3 separate regions of the Mus musculus genome follow, and all the other regions are linked to region 3. Evidence: chromatin contacts called from public promoter capture Hi-C data. All regions are on one chromosome and are shown on one strand. Each heading gives the region's core, a stretch centred on a gene start, on an enhancer-like site or on the middle of the called end of the contact. The rest is flanking DNA. Distances are from core to core; before and after follow the strand shown.

Evidence for each region. Promoter capture Hi-C pulls out the DNA fragments that hold promoters and counts their contacts.
Region 1: a promoter capture Hi-C map of the C10 cell line shows a contact between it and region 3. The contact joins the promoter of Napsa here to the promoter of Zfp719 in region 3. A contact is called at or near these places in 3 of 39 promoter capture datasets (the C10 cell line, embryonic stem cells and pre-B cells).
Region 2: a promoter capture Hi-C map of neural stem cells shows a contact between it and region 3. The contact joins the promoter of 2410002F23Rik here to the promoter of Zfp719 in region 3. A contact is called at or near these places in 2 of 39 promoter capture datasets (embryonic stem cells and neural stem cells), 2 of 484 Hi-C or Micro-C datasets (CD4 T cells and rod photoreceptor), 5 of 115 datasets of contacts at active chromatin or transcription factors (bone marrow-derived macrophages, embryonic stem cells, extraembryonic endoderm stem cells and 1 more) and 1 of 9 other capture datasets (adipose tissue).

Annotation. Positions count from the first base shown.
Region 1 is chr7:44,570,998-44,573,697 of GRCm38.p6, reverse strand. It overlaps Napsa (napsin A aspartic peptidase), which reads right to left and starts at 1,253. Exons shown (of 9, transcript NM_008437.1): 1 at 1,009-1,253. The coding sequence starts at 1,082.
Region 2 is chr7:44,245,320-44,248,019 of GRCm38.p6, reverse strand. It overlaps 2410002F23Rik (RIKEN cDNA 2410002F23 gene), which reads right to left and starts at 1,298. Exons shown (of 6, transcript NM_025880.4): 1 at 1,197-1,298.
Region 3 is chr7:43,578,100-43,580,856 of GRCm38.p6, reverse strand. It overlaps Zfp719 (zinc finger protein 719), which reads right to left and starts at 1,271. Exons shown (of 4, transcript NM_172482.1): 1 at 1,091-1,271.

The sequences.
Region 1 (2,700 bases), core at 4-2,503, 990 kb before region 3:
TGTAGCCATGGCTAGGGATATGGCTCAGTGGGTAGAGCACTTACATAGCACAAATTTCAAGGCTCTCTTCCCAGGGATTCCAGCATTTAGGAGGTGGAAGCAGTAGAACCTGGAGTTTAAGGTGATTCTTTGATATGTAGGGAGTTTGAGGCTAGCCTGGGCTACACAAGACCAAGTCTGGACAAAGCCAAAAACTAAACAACCAAAAAGTGTGGGGTCTTAGGACATGAAGGGACCCTGGCCAGCTTGAGTGCAGCGAGCGTGGCTCTGGCGGGCTTAGGTTTTCTCTCCCATGCCTTCTGCTTTGCTAAAAACCATTATGTGGCCACTTCCTCCTCCCGAGGCTGATTACCAAGGTTCAGCTATCAAAGTATTGAAGTCCAGCAGCAAAAAAAAAAAAAAAAGCCCCCTTTGGGGAAACATGGGGTTTTCTCTTGCATCTTTATAAACCTCCATTTGCCTATGGGCCACATCTGTGTCTTCACTATTCAGAGGCAATCCTTTATTCTACTCCAGGACAAACACCCTTTCTCTCCTCCCTCTCCCTTGCTTCCTTCCCATTACTTCTCCTAACAGGAGGTATTATGCTGAATTTCTCAGGGTGGAAACCCAGTTTGAGAGTTGGGGACCCAGGCCTTTAAGATGGCTCAGAGAGTAAGGAAGCGTGCAGTTAGATTCACATTCACAAAACTCTCTCTCTCTTTCTCTCTCTCTCTCTCTCTCTCTCTCTCTCTCTCTCTCTGTGTGTGTGTGTGTGTGTGTGTGTGTGTGTGTGTATATCTATCTGTATCTGTCTCTGTCTCTGTCTCTTTCTGTCTCTGTATCTCTTACACACACACACACACACACACACAGAGAGAGAGAGAGAGAGAGAGAGAGAGAGAGAGACGAACAAGTAAAATCTGGGAACCCTGAAAAAATTGGATTCTTGGGGCACCAAGGCCAGCCTCAGTCTTAAAGGACAAGCCGTTGGGAATCTGTCAGGAGTGAGAGTGGGGGTCCCCATACCGGATCAGTTTGGCCTCCTCAGGCTCCAAATTCCCCAGCAGCAGGCACAGCAGCAGCAGCAGTAGTGGCGACATCTCTGGGGACTAGAGCTGGGCCAAGATGTCCTGTGGCCCTTTTCTTCCCCTTGAGACTCCACCCTGTTCACGCCCCACCACCTACTGGAACACAGAAGTGACGTGTGTGTATGTGTGTGTGTGTGTGTGTGTGTGTGTGTGTGTGTGTGTGAGGTCCTTCAGTAGCAGGGCCAGAACCGGGCTGTTTAAGGTATGTGCTGAGTGTGTGTGCTGAGGTTCATTGGTTCCTGGCTTGTACCTTTGAGAGCATGGGGAGGGAGACCCGCACCCACCCCTTTCCTGCCCCTCTATGGATTTTACTTTTAACTTTCAGTTCGCTTTTCTGAGACTCATTAACCACAATTTTTTTTTCTTGAGCAAGAGGGAGGAACAGGAAAGGTCTGTGGGGGGTCTGGGAGGGGACACTCAGTTACAATAGAGGTGTGCTGTCCTTCCTATGTGGGTGGCTCTGTCAGCTTCTCAGGATACCCACTCTTTCTGCCCTTGCCTGGTTTTTTTAGGGAGAAGGGGCTCCCCTCTCTTTACACATTTTAATTAGCTAGTTCATTTGTGTGTGCATCCACATGCCACAGCAGGAATTTAAAGGACAAAGGACACTTTGCAGGGGTCAGTTCTCTCTTTTCTGCGGGTGGGTCTCAGGAGTCCAACACAGGTCAGCAGGCTTGGCAGCCAGTGCCTTCATCTGTGGAGCCATCTCCCTGGCCTTCCTTTTCTTTTGAAACAAGATCTCATGACTTTACTGAGCTCAAGCGATCCTCTTGCCTTAGGCGCTAGAACAACGGTTCTCAACCTGTGGGGTCAAGACCCCTTTGAGGGCCACATGCCAGATATCCTGCGAATCAGATATTGCATTACGATTCATAACAGTGGCAAAACTACAGTGACCAAGTAGCAACAGCATAGTTTCATGGCTGGTGGTCACCCCAACGTGAGGAACTGGACCCTGTAGGGTCGCCACACTGGAAAGGCTGAGAAGCACTACCTAGAGTTGTGGACTGAAGGCATTCAGCGGGGATGGGAGATGCCAGAAGCATTAGGTAAGTATTAAGTATTAGGACCTGAGTTCCAGCTCCCACATTCACATAAGGAGCTGGCCTGTGCCCTGTGTGGCAGTCCTGGCACTGGGGATGCAGCTAGATCTACCCCAGGGGCTTGCTGCTCAGCCAGACTAGCCAATCAACGAGCTACGGGTTTGGTGAGGGAGTCTGACTCGAAAGCACAGTGAAGAGTGATAGAGGAGACACCTGAAACAGCCCCCGGGCCTCCAGATGCACATGCACGGGAGAGCTGCCTAGCACAGTACTACACGCCTGTGATCCCAGCAACTGGGAGGCAGAGGCAAGAGGATCAAGAGCTCAAGGGCATCTTTGGCTAAGTTTGAGGTCAGCCTGGGCTACGTGAAAACTGTCTCAAAAGAAAACTGAAACTCTGCCCCCTCACCACCTGCGGCAGGCAGGAAAAAGAGCTGGCCCTGCCCCTCATCGACTGCAGCACTCCAGAGATCAGTCCCTGCACCTCCCCTGGGCAACACAATAAAGCTGGCCCTGCTGGCATGGCCAAGGGTGAGCTTGTCCCTGAGGGCCTGAGAGCAGGAGAGTTGGCTCTATCCCTTGGTGAC
Region 2 (2,700 bases), core at 49-2,548, 670 kb before region 3:
GACAAACACAAAATCCACTAGAGGCTCCAAGTTCCCCAGTCCAGTAGGTCCATAGAGATTCCCTATGGACATGATGTTCTGTCTTGGTTCGTAACCTTGAAAAACACAACCTGCAAAGACACACATCCTTCTGAGGAGCCTGGTGGGAGAACTATGGGGGTTCTACAGAGCAAAATGCAAACAAGCAAAACCCTGCTGAGATTTTATATATATAATATAGGCTTATATACATATATATATTTATATAAATAAATAAATAAATAAATGGAAGGCCCAGTGACTTACTCAGCGAGATTTGAACCACCCTGTGAAAGCTGTCTGGGAGATGATTTAGCAAGGAACACAAAGAGAACAGTAGGATTCCCAAGAGGAAAGAGTTTAATCAAGTGTGATAATGGCACTGACCAGTAAGTAGGCAGAAAAAGATTGGTTTACAGGCAAAGGTGTGGTTAAAATATTTTGGGAGAAATATGTAATTTACTTGAGTAGCTGAACCGAAAATGCTTGTACCATCAGGCCCTACAAGACCATCCTGTAGCCATTGTATTAGTATTCTTGCAGGTGAACAAAGGCCTGGCTCCCTTCCTCCTCGTCTACTCCTACCTGCTGCTCCGAAGCAATCCAGTCCTCCACGTGCACTCACTTCCGCCTTGGTAACTCCGTATCGTGTATCTGCCCCTACACCCCATCCTCCTCCAGCCCTCATGTGTTCTAGGTTGCACAAAATTGCCAAAATCCCACACGGGGGAGGGGCAGTGGTAGAGATTTCCTACGGAGAGAACCTGCAGGTAGCACGGGGCTGTCACTGGGAGGAAAGATTCTATGTCACACACCCCCCTCCCTGTCGCCTAAAAAAAAAAAAAAAACCGGGAAGATGGCGGACAAGACCCGCGACGTGAGCAGCAGAAATGGCGTAGCCCGGCTAAGGCAAGACAAAGGAAGGCCTGGCCCGGCATCCCAAGCTCCACAAACCTGGCGAAAGGCATTGTCCCGAAAGTACCCGCATCCGCCCCTTCGAGAGAAACCCTGGTTCCAGCCCGAGCACGCCCGCGGCCCCAAGCAGCGCCCTTGAGCCCGTCCGCGCGACAGGTACACCCGTGACCAGGCCACGGACACCTCGGGACACGTGCTTCCCAGGGTGCAAAGCAGCACCACCGACTGGAAGGTACCGAGGCCAACACCGTGGAAAAACTCACCGGGACAGACCTCACCTCACACGCGATCGCCACAGGCGCGCGCCACCGCCGCGTGTCCCCATTTATAGCGCGCGCTGCCCGTCAGCCCCACCCATCGCGCTCGCAAGGCCCCGCCTCCAGCGGCTCTTGGGCCCCGCCCTGAGGTAGCCCACACTTACGCCTGAGCCGGGGATCCTGCTTTCACGGTGGCAGAAAGAATAAACGTCTGTTGCCCTTAGGACATTCCTGATCAGGTGATAAGGTACGTTGTTCCCAAAGAGGATGAAGAGAATGAAGAACATATCTGAAAGGTTCTTCCGTTACTTCCGTCAGGCAGCTCTTAGACAGCTCCCAAGGAGAGGGCGGGACGAGAAAGCCCCCCATGGGGTGGGGGTTTGGCCAGAACCGGAAATCCCCCGACTTGCCAGCGCGGCAGGCTAGCTCGTTTTTGCTGCAGAAGCTGGGGTCCGCTAAAAGGGCCCACCCGGCAGTAGTCGCAGCTGCGGCGCGGGAGGCAGGACCAGCACACACTGGCAGACTTTTAGGGAACCATGGGTGTGGTGTAGTTAGAGGGCTGGGTTCTGTGATGTGCGGGCCCGGAGCGGGGACGCTAGGGCGGAAAGGAGGGGAATTCCCTGTGCCAGAAAGAGGGCAGGTTGGGGTCTGGACCCCTGGGTGTGAGGGAGGGTGGGTGGTGTCTGGACCCTTGTGTATGAGGGCGTGAGGCTGGAGGGCTGCACTACTGGGTTTGAATCTGGAGGCTGAGATAAGGACTGCTGGGTCTGAGGAAGGAGGCGGAGGGCTGGAACCCCTAGGTCTTGGGGGATAAGGGTCAGGGTTCTGAATACTTGGATGAGCTCGAAGTGGGTCCTCAACCACAGAAGTCATAGAACATTTTTTTTTTAAAAGTCTGCACCTCATACCAGTTCTCTCTTTCTTCATTTTGCCCTCCAAATAGTCTATGTTACACTCTTCAAGCTCTAGATTCCTTAATGTGACCTGAGTATTCTTTGTTTAGCTGGCCCTCTGCTCATTAGGGCTCTTTCTCATTCCGCTGGGGAGACTGGCCTGGGAACCTAGTGGTCTGAAGTAAAGGGAAAGATTCTTCTCTTAGGTAAACGAGTTTCCATTATTGCTGCTGGCTCACACCAGAGGAAAGTCAATAGTTTGATGAGACAAGGCCTCTCTCTCTAGAACAGGCTGGCCTTGAGCTCAGAAAGCTCCCTGTCTGCTTCTGTGCTTGGCTCCCGTTACCACATTGATGGTTAATATGGTCAACTTCTCCAAATCTGGTATTACCTAGGAAAGAAGCCTTGGAGCATACCTTGTGGAGAGTTATCTAGGTTAGCTTAGCCGCTGACCATGCACAGGTTATCTTAGTTGGGTTAGTTGACCTGGGAAGGCACACCCACTATTGGGGAACCATGGGCTGCATAAATGGAGAAAGCTGAGCACCAGTGTAAATGTCCCTCTGACTGCAGATGCAGTGTGACCAGCAGCCTCCTCAAGCTCCTGCCTCCTTGAC
Region 3 (2,757 bases), core at 22-2,521:
ACCATTAGCTGGGAGGCCAGAAGGGAACACGGATCCCCTGGAATCGTCCCACCAGGCAGTTCCAAGGCACCATGTGGTGTGGGTGCTGGGAACCCAACACTGCTGACCCACATCTCCACTCTCCTGCCTTTCCTCCTCACTGGTCTCTTCAGTAGGCAGACTGGATGAGGCTGGCCCTTGCCTGTTTGGATGCAGGAACCCAGGCTTCTGCCTTACAATCTTTTTACAGCAGCACCTTTCTGCGTAACTGCCAATTACCAATCCTTGCCAAATTCACAGATCCCAGGCACAAGTCAAACCTCCGATCAGACCTCACATCAGCAAAGGACTGCAGTATTTATGTAAACTTTCAATTGTAACTGAAATGACTAGTTTTTTCTTAAATCTTTCTTCTGTCTTCAGTTGCATACGGGGGAAAGGAAATATCCAGAACACCTAAGGGCAGCCCCAAGGCTATGTCCCCGCTTAGATAACTGTGACCACATTAAATATACCTAAACACATCTCCTGGCTTCTAGGCAGTGCCTTCTATTGCTAATACTGCTTAGGCTGACAGAGATGGAGGGCACTGGGTCTCCAGTTTGGACCAAACGTAAATAAATTCATTTCCCCGTTTTCTCTTACTCTTTGGAGTTTATCTCCTCTCGAAGGCCAGTGTTTGACCAGGAGCCAGGGCTCCAGTTACCAGCTACTCAAACAGCCCAGAAAGCGACGCGGTCGCCCTCACAAAGCACCCTACACTGGCCTCAAGCTCCATCGCCTGACTCCTAAGCCAATCACAGACTGAGCGGATCACAAGCCATCTCAAGGTCCTCGCCCTGAAGCTCCCGGATGCTGCAGCGCCCACTCACTGAGTCCTGCCCCGAATGCCCTCACATGGTAATTTTCACGGACGACGGTGGGAAATCCCACAGGACAGCATACTGGGAAGTGACAAAATACAGACGCGGAAAACCCGCAGGAACAGAATGAAAGAGAACCGAACGACCCCCACTTTATCCACCTCATCCCCCCCTGGGGCCGATTCAACCATCACTCAGCACAAACCGGCGCTCAGCAGCACAGCGTCCTCTGCTCCACATCCACTCACCTCACATTACACCTTAGAGAAGCTCTGCACACGGCACGCCAGGACTGCGAGACTTCCGCCCACAGACACCCACAATTCCATGGGTTCGGATTCCAAACACCCACGCTACCCTGGCAACGACAGGAGAGGCGAACTACTTTAAGATCTGAGCGGATGTGATCACTCTAGGCCACTTCCGATTTGAATAAGGGTTCCCTCAGTTCACTACCACGTAGCCCTGGGTGGCGCGCATGCGCACCACCACTGGCGGAAGTCTGTCTTGCCAGTACTTATTATGGCTCATCTGGTGGTTTCTGATTTTTTTTTTTTTTTTTTTAACTTCTTCCTAGAAAGTGCCATGGCTGAACCCACACTCCCGTGACACAGAGGCAAGCATCAAAGCGCAACGGTTCCATACAGCCGACAAGAATGTGATAGGTGAAAGTCCAAGGCTGTCTCACATGCTTAGGGGATTTATTAACGTCTTGTATGTGTATATAATTCTAAGACACTGTAACATTACATCTTCCTAAATGTACCTTTTTTTCCCCTGTATTTTATTAGATTTACTTTATGTATTTTTGCCTGCATGTTGAGTTTATAGCATCCAGGACAGCTGCAAGAGCAACAAGTGCTTTTAATCTGTTTCTCTTTTTCTTCAACTTTCTCTTGATTTTCACCAGAATTGAAAGAAGTTCTTATTTTTGAGATGACCTCACTATATTGGTCTGACTGGCTTGGAACCGGACATGAAGGTCATTCTGGCCTTGGACTCTCAGACATCTCATGGCCTCTGTTTCCCGAGTGCTGGGATTAAAGATGTGTATCACCACACTGGCCTTTTCTAATTTTTCAAAAATTGAAAACTATGTGGGGTTATTAGGAAACAGGAGGTAAGTCATATGGAACACCAACGGTGAGAAACTGAGATAAGCCATCATTTACGTCATACTGAGGCATCTCACGGTTCCCAGAGGATAGAAACCTGTTCTTACTTAGAAGTAAAATGTCTTCTAAATCGCATAATAGAAATAATGTAGAACTAGGTGGGCAGTGGAAATAATGATAAACAGGGACACTAGTCAAATGGGAAAAACACCTAGCACTGTAGTGAATAAATTAGTAGACCTAATGTACATTATAAGAATAAAGTATAAAATTGTGTGAGTTATCTCCATATTAAACACATTCTAGCCCTGGACAGTCTAGAACAGTGGTTCTCAACCTGTGGGTTATGACCCCTTTGACAAACCTCTATCTCCAAAAATATTTACATCATGATTCATAACAGTAGCAAAATTACAGTTATGAAGTAGCAATGAAAAATATTAGAAAGGTTGAGAACCACTGGTCTGGAACTATGTAGACCAGGCTGGCCTTGAAGTTACTCTGATCTTGTCTATACCAGGGAAGTTCTAGGATTACAACAATGTGCAATCATGCCCAGTTCACACATAGTCTAGAGCTTCCCACTGAGAACAGACTACAGGAATAATGATTTAGGAAACAGTTTCATCATCAAAGATACACCTCAGGAGTCCCAAAAGAGTGGACTCAGCCATCCATCACCACAGAGCAAAATTATGATAAGTTAGGCACCAACGTGTTCTTCCGGAATTTCTTTTTGTTTTGTTTTGTTTTGTTTTGTTTTGTTTTGTTTTGTTTTGTTTCGAGACAGGGTATGTAGC